Regions from separate parts of the Rattus norvegicus genome. Here region 2 is linked to region 1. A link is a contact called in public Hi-C data. All regions are on one chromosome and are shown on one strand. Each heading gives the region's core, a stretch centred on a gene start, on an enhancer-like site or on the middle of the called end of the contact. The rest is flanking DNA. Distances are from core to core; before and after follow the strand shown. Region 1 overlaps Maml3 (mastermind-like transcriptional coactivator 3). Region 2 has its middle 82 kb from the start of Foxo1.

Evidence for each region. Hi-C and Micro-C count contacts between places; a contact is called where the count stands out from the background.
Region 2: a contact with region 1 is called in a Hi-C map of psoas muscle, with 2.5 times the contacts expected there. The contact joins two enhancer-like sites. A contact is called at or near these places in 4 of 12 Hi-C or Micro-C datasets (the Rat2 cell line, Schwann cells, frontal cortex and 1 more).

Annotation. Positions count from the first base shown.
Region 1 is chr2:138,186,194-138,192,010 of GRCr8, forward strand. The region is part of intron 1 of Maml3 (mastermind-like transcriptional coactivator 3); the gene reads right to left. Among named protein-coding and RNA genes, the nearest start is that of Maml3, 100 kb to the right of the region's middle. Within about 2 kb of position 4,213, at least 61 of the 93 cell types and tissues checked have an H3K27ac peak or open chromatin away from gene starts, as enhancers often do. A contact at or near this core is called in Schwann cells, where this site is marked.
Region 2 is chr2:138,378,439-138,384,084 of GRCr8, forward strand. No RefSeq gene overlaps it. Among named protein-coding and RNA genes, the nearest start is that of Foxo1, 82 kb to the right of the region's middle. Within about 2 kb of position 3,408, at least 35 of the 93 cell types and tissues checked have an H3K27ac peak or open chromatin away from gene starts, as enhancers often do. A contact at or near this core is called in Schwann cells, where this site is marked.

The sequences.
Region 1 (5,817 bases), core at 2,963-5,462:
CAACCTTCAGAGGGGTCACAGCCCACAGGTTGAGAACATGGAAACAGGAATTCTGTAGATCTCCACGCATCCAAACTCAATATTAAACATAAGTTTCCTCCAACATGCGTGAGCATGATGTGGGAGTTGCAGGTTTCACTGTGTATTTCCGGCCATCTTCCAGGCTGCTATAGGCTTGGAATAGAGCTGCACCTTCTGGGCCTTGTGTGGTTAGCTGGAATCATGGGGCTCTTTCTGACAAGAACTGTGAGTAGAAAAACAGGTGTTCTTCCTAGAACATTCCATTACTCAGCTTAGACCCCCTCCACGCGCTCTCTCTTTTCTTACAAACACCAGTGTAAGACAGTAGCTGGTTTAGTCAGGTCCCAAGGTCCCCAGGTGACCATGATAAGCGGGGTCTTTATTTCCCCATGAGGTCATATCCTGGCAACTACAAACAAGAGGACAATGGTTGTTGAAACCCCTACATTATTTCTTACTATATGTCCTTGCTTCTCCTGCCTGGCCAGTTCAGCAGCATTTAAATGTGCTTCTCCGTGATCTGCTGATCTAGTCTGAAAGGTTCACAGGATATCTTCTCTATTCATATAGTTTGAGATGTGGCAGATGAGAGGCAAAAGTTTTCAGGTTTCCTGGCTTTATTATGCAATGAACCAACAGGTATTTCTTCCTTGCCAATGGGGGAGGGAGCCATTCTCAAAACACTGTTTTAAAGAAGTTTGTGGCTCTGCTGGTAGCAGTCTGGAGAGATCATGCAACCCTTAAGAGTTGTTTAAGAGCAGGGACCGAGCGAGAGTTGTTTATGTGACCAGGGCTACTGCCCTTGGGAATGACCCATAACATTCTCATGGGACCCCGACTAGTTCTAGTGAGAGTGAGATGCTATAGAGCAAGCTTGACCCTGAGGCTTTCTGGATTTAGTTTGTTTGCTTGCTTTTTTGAAAAGGAGACTTGCAAAGTTGCCCAGGCTGGCCTTGGACTCACTCTACAATAACCCAAGCAAGCCTTAATCTTGCCACCGTCTATCCTTGGTCTTCCAAACAGCTAGGATTACAGGCCTGTGTCCTGCAACTTCTTGTTTTGGTATATGGCCCTTTCCCCAAGCTCTCACTAGAAAGGGTCGGAAGATTTGGTCATACACCAGAACCCACAGAAAGCATCATATAATTTATCTGGCTTAGAAGACACTCTTTAGAACAGCCTGACTTGGAACTCACAGAGATCCACTGGCATCTGCCTACCCAGTACTAGAATTAAAGGTGTATGATACCACACCAGGCTGTAAACTTTAAACAACAAAAAAAATGTTTAGACTTCTTTTATGTGCATGGGTGTTTAGCACATGTATATGTATGTATACTATGTGTGTGCCTGGGGCCTTTGGAGATCAGAAGTGGGGAATGGACTCACTGTAGCTATAGATGGTTATAAGCTACCATGTGGGTACTGGAACCAAACACAGGTCCTCTACAAAAACAAGTGCTTTTGAGCACTGAGCCATCACTTAAGCCCCTGTAACTTTATTTTAATTAATTATTTAGCCTTGAGTATTTTGTTATGGCAATGGAAAAATGAACAAATGAGGAAATGTGACAGGAGACAGAAAGGACAAAACTCTGTCCCTGAACAACTTAAAATGGGGGAGATATGTAGTTTCCAATTTTCCACAAAGGAGGAATTGAGAGCTAGCAAATGGCCTACATGGATAGGAGCCTGGGCAGGGGTCAGTCTAAAGCTGCTTGAACAGCAAGCTCATTGCATGCCATTATGCACTTATCTGAAGTGGTGGTTCAGGGATGCCAAAGGGGAGCCTGGGATAGCATCTAGAGATAGGCTCTGTCTCTATACAGAGACCAACATCAGGCTTCTGATGGTAGGGCCAAGAGTATAAAGGCTCAACTCAGAAGAGAAGACAGAAAGTTCTAAATGGGGGGGGGGGTGGCCTTTAGTCCTTCAGGGGGCTGGAAGATGAGGTCCCCATGGAAGAGACAGAGGGAATGCTCGCCGAGGAAGTGAGGTGTGTTTTTGACGCCACAATTTCCACTAGAAAAGAGTCAGTGTGGAAGGAAGGCACAGCTGACAAAGCAGGGCGTGTGGCAGACACGCAGAAGAGTCCTGCAGAAACATCACACCCAGCACCTGCAAAGGCTGTTAGAGTCGCAAGTGTGAATCTGAAAGAAGAACACCTAGGGACTTAGAGGGATGGCCTTTGGCCAGCTGAGTGAGGAGGTGGGTGTGAAGCCAGGGTTTGAAGGAGAAAATTCTCAACCAGGAAGGAGAGAAGAAACAGAGCAGGTCCTGGCAGGTTTCCTTGGCTGGAGCATGGCGCCTCTATCTCAGTAATGAAGTCAGGGCCTGGCTTCCAACTCTGCTCTGGACAAGGGGTGGGGGTTGAGGCTTGGGGCTTGGGGTTGGAGACGAAAAATATTAAAGCTGAGCTTGAGTTTGCTGAAGGAAGAGTGGAGTGCATAGAACTCTCTGGTCAGTCCTCCCCCCCCTCTCCTCCTCTCCCTCCTCCTCCTCCTTCTCCCCCTCTCCCTCCTCCTCCCCCTCTTCCTCTTCCTCCTCTTCCTCCTCCTCCCCCTCTTCCTCTTCCTCCTCTTCCCCCTCTTCCTCCTCCTCCCCCTCTTCCTCTTCCTCCTCTTCCTCTTCCTCCCCCTCTTCCTCCTCCTTCCCCTCTTCCTCTTCCTCCTCCCCCTCTTCCTCCTCCTCTTCTTCTTTTTTGCCCATTTTAGGGGTTTTACTTTGTCATTGCTAAAACAGACCCAGTAGATGACAAAGGTGTTTCAGGAACCTGACATTCCATAATGTGTAAACTCCTCTGGTCTAACCCAGAAGAAACCAGAAGCAGGTCGAACAAGAGTGGTTAGGAATCTTGTCTAAATGCTGCAAAGGCAGCAGGCAGCACTGGCTACCTTTGCTCTTCAAGACTAAAAGGGAAACATTCCGGTTCCTCAACCTTTGTAAACATTTCCCAGTGTGATCCCTCCGGCTTAATCTAGCTTTAGCTGTGTTTCCTCCTATGAAAGCCATTTAGCTTCGGTTCAAACAAAAAGACAAAAATTTATGTAGAGGATGGGAAAGGCAGATGGGGAGGGAGAAGGATCTTTTATTCTGCAGGATCCCGAGTGAGGAATAGAATAGATTTCATCCTTTTGCCAGGACACCCAAATGGCAAATCCAGGAAGAGGGTAGAAGAAACACCTAACACAGTCTGCTAAAGGCCAGGGGCCACTTCAAGTTATCAACCCCTACTCCGGCTGCGAAAGCCTCTCACCTTCATCACCAAAGAGAGCATTCTCCATGAAATCTGTGCTGTCCTAAGGTCAGATCTGCAAAGCTATAATTATCCAGGTAGCTCGGGTCTGATGTTTCTCAAAATATCCAGGTAATTATAGGAGAAAGGTCATTTCCTCTATATAATCTCAAACCTACCACTGGCTGTCTACACTGGCAGTTTGCCAGTCAAGATCGCCTGTCATTTCACTTTGTTCTTGACTAGAATGTGCCAAGGACTAGGAATCCTAATGGAGGAGTTTTAAAACTGACTTTTATACGGATACTTCTTCCTTCATTCTGCCCCCCTCCCCCCGCCCCCAATGTGCTGATGGTATCCTCACAAGATGTAAAAACACCCTCTGCTAATTTTTAACATTCAAATGAATTGCATTCTGGGAAGAAGATATTGTGAAACGGAAAGGAAAGGAGAGGGGTGAAGAGGAGGAAGAAGGAACAGAGCGGCCTCAAGGCCTCCAAAACTGAGGACCTTAACTGCTTGACCCTGTTCCTGTTCCGAGTGAGAAAAAGCACAGGTCTTGCAGGTCAACAACCTGCTTTTTCCAAGTATGGACTTCGACAGCAGGGGTAGTTTGGGGACAGGAGGAAGCACATCTGCATGGAGAAGCCACTGTTCTTTTGCTTCACAAAGGAAAAAAAATGGCATTTATCCCAAGTACGACAGAGCGTGGTTGGATTCGCCTCCCCCATCCTTTCTTCCCTCTTCCTCCTCCCATCACCCTCGCCACCGCCCCTTCCTGTCGGAAGAGAAAAGGTGGGAGGGGGAGGAGGACCCACCGGTCACAGGCGGCGCGGTGGGATTCTCTTTCTCTGGCTTTTACCATCCAATGGGGGTCAAGACGCTATTGGTTCAGCTTCATGTGCGAGCGGGTGCCTCTCGCTTAGCAACAGCGAGCAGCGGCGGAGGCAGGAAGCAACGCCACCTGGCCCAGGGAGTGTGTGCTGCTTTAAAAGGGAGACAGAAGGGGAGAAGAAAGAGCAATCTAGCTTAACATATTGTACTCTCAAGAACGAGGCTTCATCAGGCTGATAAAGACAGCCAGCCAGGCAAAACCCGGACACGAGCTCCGTCCCTTGAGCGTGTCTGTATCACCCGAGGTGGTCTACACATAGTTTTTGTTTTAAAGGACAATCTACTGTACGACCAGGGAGGTGGATGGGAAGATGGTTATCTGGGAGGTGGGGGTGGTTCTACTCTCAGTGAGTTCAGTCAGTCTTACTTGTTCTCATATTAGGGTATTACTAGAAAAGACAAAGTAAAATTGGGTGTGCTTGAAAAAGCAATTGGATAGGTGGTAATCATGACTTCATTTTTTTTAAATTAGTCAACACAGTGCTAAATTCCATCGTAGTGGTCGACAATTAGCCTTTTGGAGTAGAAAATGGCAAAAGAGAAAGACAATCCTGTAAAATGTGGGGGGTGTGTGTGTGTGTGTGTCTGTCTGTCTGTCTGTCTGTCTGTCTGTCTGTCTGTCTGTGAGACCTGGGGTGTATCTGTAAGAGATATGTGGTGGTGGTGGTGGTTGTGTGTGTGTGTGTGTGTCTGTCTGTCTGTCTGTCTGTCTGTCTGTCTGTCTGTGAGGCCTGGGATGTACTTGTAAGAGATATGTGGTGGTAGTGGTGGTAGTGTGTGTGTGTGTGTGTGTGTGTGTGTGTGTGTGAGTGAGAGAGAGAGAGAGAGAGAGAGGAGAGAGAGAGAGAGAGAGAGAGAGAGAGAGAGAGAGAGAGAGAGAGAGACCTGGGGTGTCTGTGTAAAAGATGTGTGTAGGTGTGTATGTGATGTGGTGTGTGGGAGAGGGAGATTTGGGTTTTTCCCTTTGCTGCTTTTGTGATCCAAGGGGCATTCCGCAGAGACTGGGATGAGCTCTGAAGCTCTCCCCTGCCTGAGTGTGGCAGACTTCGTGCCAGTGACAATAAGGAAAAGCATCCAGCTAGTTCATATCCCTTCAAGGTGCGTAACTCCTCCCTTCCCCTTGTTCTAGGCCTCCCAACCATGCTTTTATAAAGACCCCTAACTTCTGTATCCACTAAACCCCAATCCATCCCATAACATCCAAGAGCCGGTCTTAGACTCCAAACCACAGATGACAAAGTTCCTCCCTTTATTTCTCAGAGGAAAATTAGTCAACAGGGATCTTTCCCTGGTGTCAACTGGTGCCCTGAGACAAAGACCAATACTGTAGAGGACACAGATGGGCTACACCCCCAGCACTGTCTACACCAGACCCAGTTAACCCCTTCTGTGCTGAGTTGGAGAAGCCACTGACTATAGTGACACCTACTGCTCAAGAACAGTTGTACATCCTTCTTCTCCAACCACATTCATGAAGCAGCCATTCGCCCCACTCCTGGGCACAACAGCACACTCCTCTTCTACCCGGGGTTAACCGGTAAATGAGGGCACTCGAAGCCCCTCACATACAGGCTGGCACCTGACACTCAGGTCTCCTCTGTAGGGATACAGCCGCTATTAGCAGAGATGGACACAAGATGGACAGAAAACAGGTTGATAAAAGCCCA
Region 2 (5,646 bases), core at 2,158-4,657, 190 kb after region 1:
TCTGTGTCACTTGTACACCGTAAATAAAGTACTCCCAGGGCCTAAAAATACAACAGAAATAAAACTTTCTGAAAAAAAAAATTAAAAAGCTGCAACTTTGTGTCACATCAAAAACAAGACATGGATTTAAGGGGATCGGCATGCTTTTTCAGAGACAGAGTTTCCAGCTGAGTCAATTCTAGTCTATCCCTGAATCTCGGGGCATCGGGGTCTGTACCAGCCCCTGCTTCCAATTCAGAAATACCCAGGTACCGCCTGTGTGATTAGTCCTAAAATATGTATTAACTATTTGGTTGATATTTGATGTAAGTGTAGAAATTCAAGTAGCATGTGTTAGCCCCAAACCATCTTCTGGTAATTTTCCTTCTCTGTGCTTGAATGAAACACAATTCCTCAGTGGGAGATGCAGTGGGAAACACTATCCGTGTACAGGAGGAGATATGAACACAGCTGTGGACAAGGACTCAGTGATTGGCTTCTGTGTCTAGGGGCAGGTCCCAGAAATGACCAGGACAAAGCAAAGTTAGCTCTTGGGTACAGCATTCCTACTCGCTCTACATAGAGGCTGGCTCTGCCTGGTGTACTGACGGGGCTCATCTCAGACTGTTTACCAACCGGCTCCTCAGCAGTAGATGGACAGATCAAAGCCCAGAGACAGGCTCCGCTTCTGTCCTGGGCTGGACCCAGCGCACCACAATAAGACCAAAGACAGAGACGTTGCTGATGATTTACACCTGGGCCAAGCGCCAGGGCAGACTGTCAGGTTGGGAGGTGGTAGAGAGGCAGAGAGGGAAGGGCCTATCTCCAGGCTCTTTGAAAACCACTGTTCAGGCTATGGTTAGTTAAGCCAGTGAGGTAAGACTATCTCCTAATCCTCTTGGAGGTCTGACACTCAGGATGAATAAAGAGGGAGTTGTAGATCCCAGATGTATATGGATGGAATCAGCAGGACTCTTGCCATCAGTGTGGCCGCACAAACATCCTTGCTCTTCTTTTTTTTTTTTTTTCTTTTTCTTTTTTTCAGAGCTGGGGACCAAACCCAGGGCCTTGCGTTTGCTAGGCAAGCGCTCTACCACTGAGCTATATCCCCAACCCCCATCCTTGCTCTTCTAACGTGTTGCTATCTTAAGTTGTCTAGGCTGCATCAAGAGTGCTTAGTCATATTTGTCTGTGTATATTTACTTTGTTATTTTCAAAATTTTAATCATCGGGAACTCAGGGACGGCCTAACTGCAAGGTCTCTCATCCTGGTAAGAGGTTGGCTAGGACTACAGACATATGAAGATTTGCCTAAAGTTTAAGGATCCACTTCCAAATGGCTCACACATAAGTGACAAATGGCTTTGGCTGATATCAGGGGGCCTTAGACTCTTGGTAGTGACCCACTCCAGATTGCTGCTTGGGCATTCACATGTCATGGTACCTAGTTTTTCTAGAGTTGAGTGACTCTTGAGAGCAAGACGGCAGACGCACTGTCTTCCGTGTGCTTAGAGGTCATGCTGCCATTGTACAATGCTCACTGCTTTGCACGGGTCACTCTTCCTTAACATGGGGAGGAAATACACAAGGGCATGCATGCTGGGAGGCCGGTTTTAGCTCGTCGTAGAGACAAGCTACTACAGCTGCCTCTTGACTCTGCTGCCCGCTGTGGCAACCGACTGTAGGGATGGTCTGCCTAATGCCTGAACCCCGAAAGAGTTCTACAGACCAGACACTTGTGGAAACGCTTGAGTGCCTTTTTAGAGAATGGTCAAGGGCTTCTGGATTCTTAAACCGCCTTGGGCAGGCGGTAGCATCACCAACTATTTCTCTCTCCTTATACCCTAATGGGGGCAGGGCTTGGTGCCTTACCCAGCCACTCAGCCTCTGCTTGGGGATCAGTGTCCATTCATACGGGGAATGAGCAGTCACCAATGGCCAGGTACAGACCAGTGCTTAGAAGACAGTTTGAAATCCATTCCCACTCTGACAAGGCTCTTCTCTACTCAAGTATGGCTCTGGTCATTTGGTGACCTCCTTAAGCGTTTGGGTGTTCACTGGGAATCCTCTGGGGGAAATGTGGTCTCACAGGATTGCTGCTCTTTTCCCGGAAGGGACATACATGACCTTTCTGACTCAGATGAGCGTAGAGAAGCCTGCTGTCAGCCTGCTGTTGCTCCATCCACCTCCGGCAGATCTGTGGATAGCTCAGCGAACCTCCATTATCGTCCGTAAGGTAGTCCAATTCAAACTGTGAAATTTAAATATAGTGTATGCTGGGCAGCTTCTAAGATTTATCTCTGCAAATCTTCACCAGGAATCTGAAGGAGGCTCCATGGCCGCTACTGAAACTTGAGGTGTGTGTGTGTGTGTGTGTGTGTGTGTGTGTGTGTGTGTGATGACTCACATGGCCTCCCAGCTACTAAATGGGGGAGCCAGGACTCCAACTGAGCAAGCCTGACTCCAAAGTTAATGGTATACATGGGTCTAAGAGAGACCCAACAGCAACTGGTTATAAATCACAAGAGGTTGAATTCCAAAGAGAGGAGGGAGGCCTCACACAGCTTTGGCAAAGCCAAAGATGGGAGCTCAGACATCCTAACGGCCATTTCTTTGCACATCCAGTTGGGCCCCTTCATCTTCTAGCTTGGTGATAGCGATGACAGGTCTGTCCTAAGGGTTACAGACAGTAGGTTGTTTATGCTGTCTGGCCCCCTAAATTAAACACCGTTTTAAAAGAAATCTCGTCTCAGGAGACAGCCTGTGACTGTCAGCTCATGAGGTGAAGGGCTGGGGAGTGGGGTGGGGAGTGTGGGGGGGTATTAGTAAATTCAAGGTCGCAAAGCCCCCCCACCTGCCTATGCACCTTAACACCAGGTTCTCCCACAGAGGTTGGAGGCCAAGTAAGGCATGGAGTGTTCATCTTGACTCCAGATGCCAGCTCAGGCCAGCGACAAGGAAGAGATGAGGTCCGCAGTGACCAGGGTGGGGGTGGGGGGACGCGCGGATGTGGAGGACAGGTGTCTACTTGGGAGCCTCCCTGCTGCTCAGCGGCAGGTCTCCAAGCCCTGTGGGAGGCCGGGGTCAGAGGTGTCTGGGACTCCCACACTCGGGTCGCGGTTCTCCTATGGCGGGAGCCGGGGATGCAGCAGCTCCGCCCGGGGACAGAAACCAGAGGGAGGGCACCCTGCCCCAGGCCCCAGAGGCTTTGTGTGTTTGGAGCTAGAGCCCGCACTTCCCTTCCCCTCCTCCTTCCCGCTCTCTTTCTCCCGGACCTAAGTCCCAGTGGTGGTTCCAGCAATTAGCACGCGAGGAGGGGGGCGGCAGGGGGCGGGGGTGGCGGCGGCTGCGGGAGGCGAACCCCCCCCCCATCCTTGCCACCGGCCGCGCTTCCGCCAGCGCTGCCTTCGTGCGCCACCTACAGGACATCCAGGAGCACTGCCGCGTCTGCCTGAGCTGTTCCTAGGCAGATCTTGATCTTCCGTGGACAATAGACAATGGGATTTTTTTTTTCCTGAACAATGATTTATTTTAGGGGGTGGGGACAAGGAGGAAGGAGGGAGGAAGGGAAGGAGCACTGTGTTTGTCATCGCTTTAGAAAAGGGAAAAAAAATCTCTGTTCTGTCATTGTTTCTGCATATCCATTATATGGAGGACAAAAGAATCAGGTCCTGGAACAACAAAGCCAAAGGAAATGTTTTCCGTGGCTGACATTTAATTGTGAGCACAAGGTGCTGCATTATCATGGGAAGAGACTGCAGAATGAAGTAGGGGCATAGGCTGGCTTCAAAAGCCTGGGTTCTTTGCTTTAACGTGTCCCATTTTGTATGGCCTCAGAGAGCCCCACTCGGATGGCACGTTACACACAATTCCACAATTCTATAGTTTTTCAACCCTCCACAGGGATTCCTTGTGGATCATTTCACAGCTCCTCCAGAGTCTGCTCTTTTGCAGCTAGCAGGGACAGTCAGCTTTTCTTCACAGCCTTCATAAGAATCCTTAATAAAAGAATCTACACACACACACACACACACACACACACACACACACACACACACACCCGCTGCCCCACTAGAGTTGTTGGAGACGACTCTGAGAACTTAGCTCCAGTCTGTCATTTTAGAGATGAGAGAGGTGAAGTGCTTATCCAAAGTCACGCAAGTAATTAGAGATAAAAGGCAGGACCAGGTCTGCTTAAGGTAGGACCAATCTGCTTTGCTCACCCCTGCCTTTTGCTGTTTTGATGCCCAGCAACCCCTGACCTGACCAGCTCACAGTCATGGTCTCCTCCTTTCTGGCAGCCATTGAGCTTCCTTGCAGGAAGATGGGCGATAAGGGAAGGGTTGGGACCAAAGGGCTTCCTAGCTCGCTGGCAGTCCCCTCCATTTATTTCTCCTTTACACAATGAAGGGGGCAGCATTGTTTGGTTCTTCATTTTTTTTTGTTATGATAATATGTAAAACTGGCTATAGCAATCCATAACTCCCCAGAAACTATTTCTCTTGTGATAGAGGATTTGAACTCCTGTGATTAAGAACAAGGAATGGCTTCCGTGCTTGGGATTCTGTTTGGTGGTCTTCTGATAAAAGGGGATAAGTGGCTCCCCCAAAAGCTTCAGTAATGCAAATTTCTTTACAAGACCCTGTAGTAGTAGTAGTAGTAGTAGTAGTAGTAGTAATAATAAAAATCTTAGGGGAGATGCACACAGTTGGTCATGTGCTAAGAAACAGAGACATTTTTCTTGTACCACCTTGCAAGAACATCCCACAACAGCTACCGTTGCCTTCAAAGTCTTCCTGTGTCACACTGAGCACAGAAGAGTTTCAGTCGTAAATGAGCAACTCAGTACACGTCTCTGCACATCCAAAATAAGCCAGCCTCGAAAGCAGCCGGTGTGCTTTATAGATTGTTCAGCCTGTTTAACGCAAACAGACCCACCTCGCAGTCCGCAGACAACTAGTCAACAAGCAGGAAAAATTTCCAAACAAAAGACCAGAACATTCCCGAACTCTTTTTAAACTGTCTTCCAAGAGCCGGGGAAGAAAACACCAGGTTGGCAGGCAGTGCCTGAACCTTTCAGTTGGGCTTTCGAACTTTAAGAACATTGGTTTATGCAGGGACCATGTGACAGGGTAACAGGGAGCCTAGATCTCTAAATCTTGTTTTCCTTTGTGTCATCCTCCGTCCACCCCCTCCCAGCTGGTGATTCACCCTGTCTCTGCAGAGACATCCACAGTTCGGTGATGGTCTATGTGGCAACTTCATGCTGTGCCTTAAGGATTCTGTGCAAATCGAGTGTGATCAACTGAGGTAACAGAGGTTGAAAGATCTGTGAGTTGTTCCTTAGATGTGGGACACTATTCCATAGGCTCGAGAGTCTGAAACATGAATATTATTCACTGAAACACTGCCCTAAGAATTAGAAAAAGAAATTGGGCCCTTTTTTTTTCAGGTAGGCGCATAAGGTTCCGCATGGGGGATGGGGCAGATGTCAGTCACAGAGCCTCCAAGCCTCATCCTAGAGAGTGCTTCCCTCTCATGTTGCAGTCTGGTAAATGCTAGAATCTTGGTGACTCACTGCTTCCCCATGTCCTTATTTGGTAGCATGCAAATGAAAAAAAAAAAGATCGTTTCAGATTTAGATTTCCTCAAATCGTGGTGTGAGCA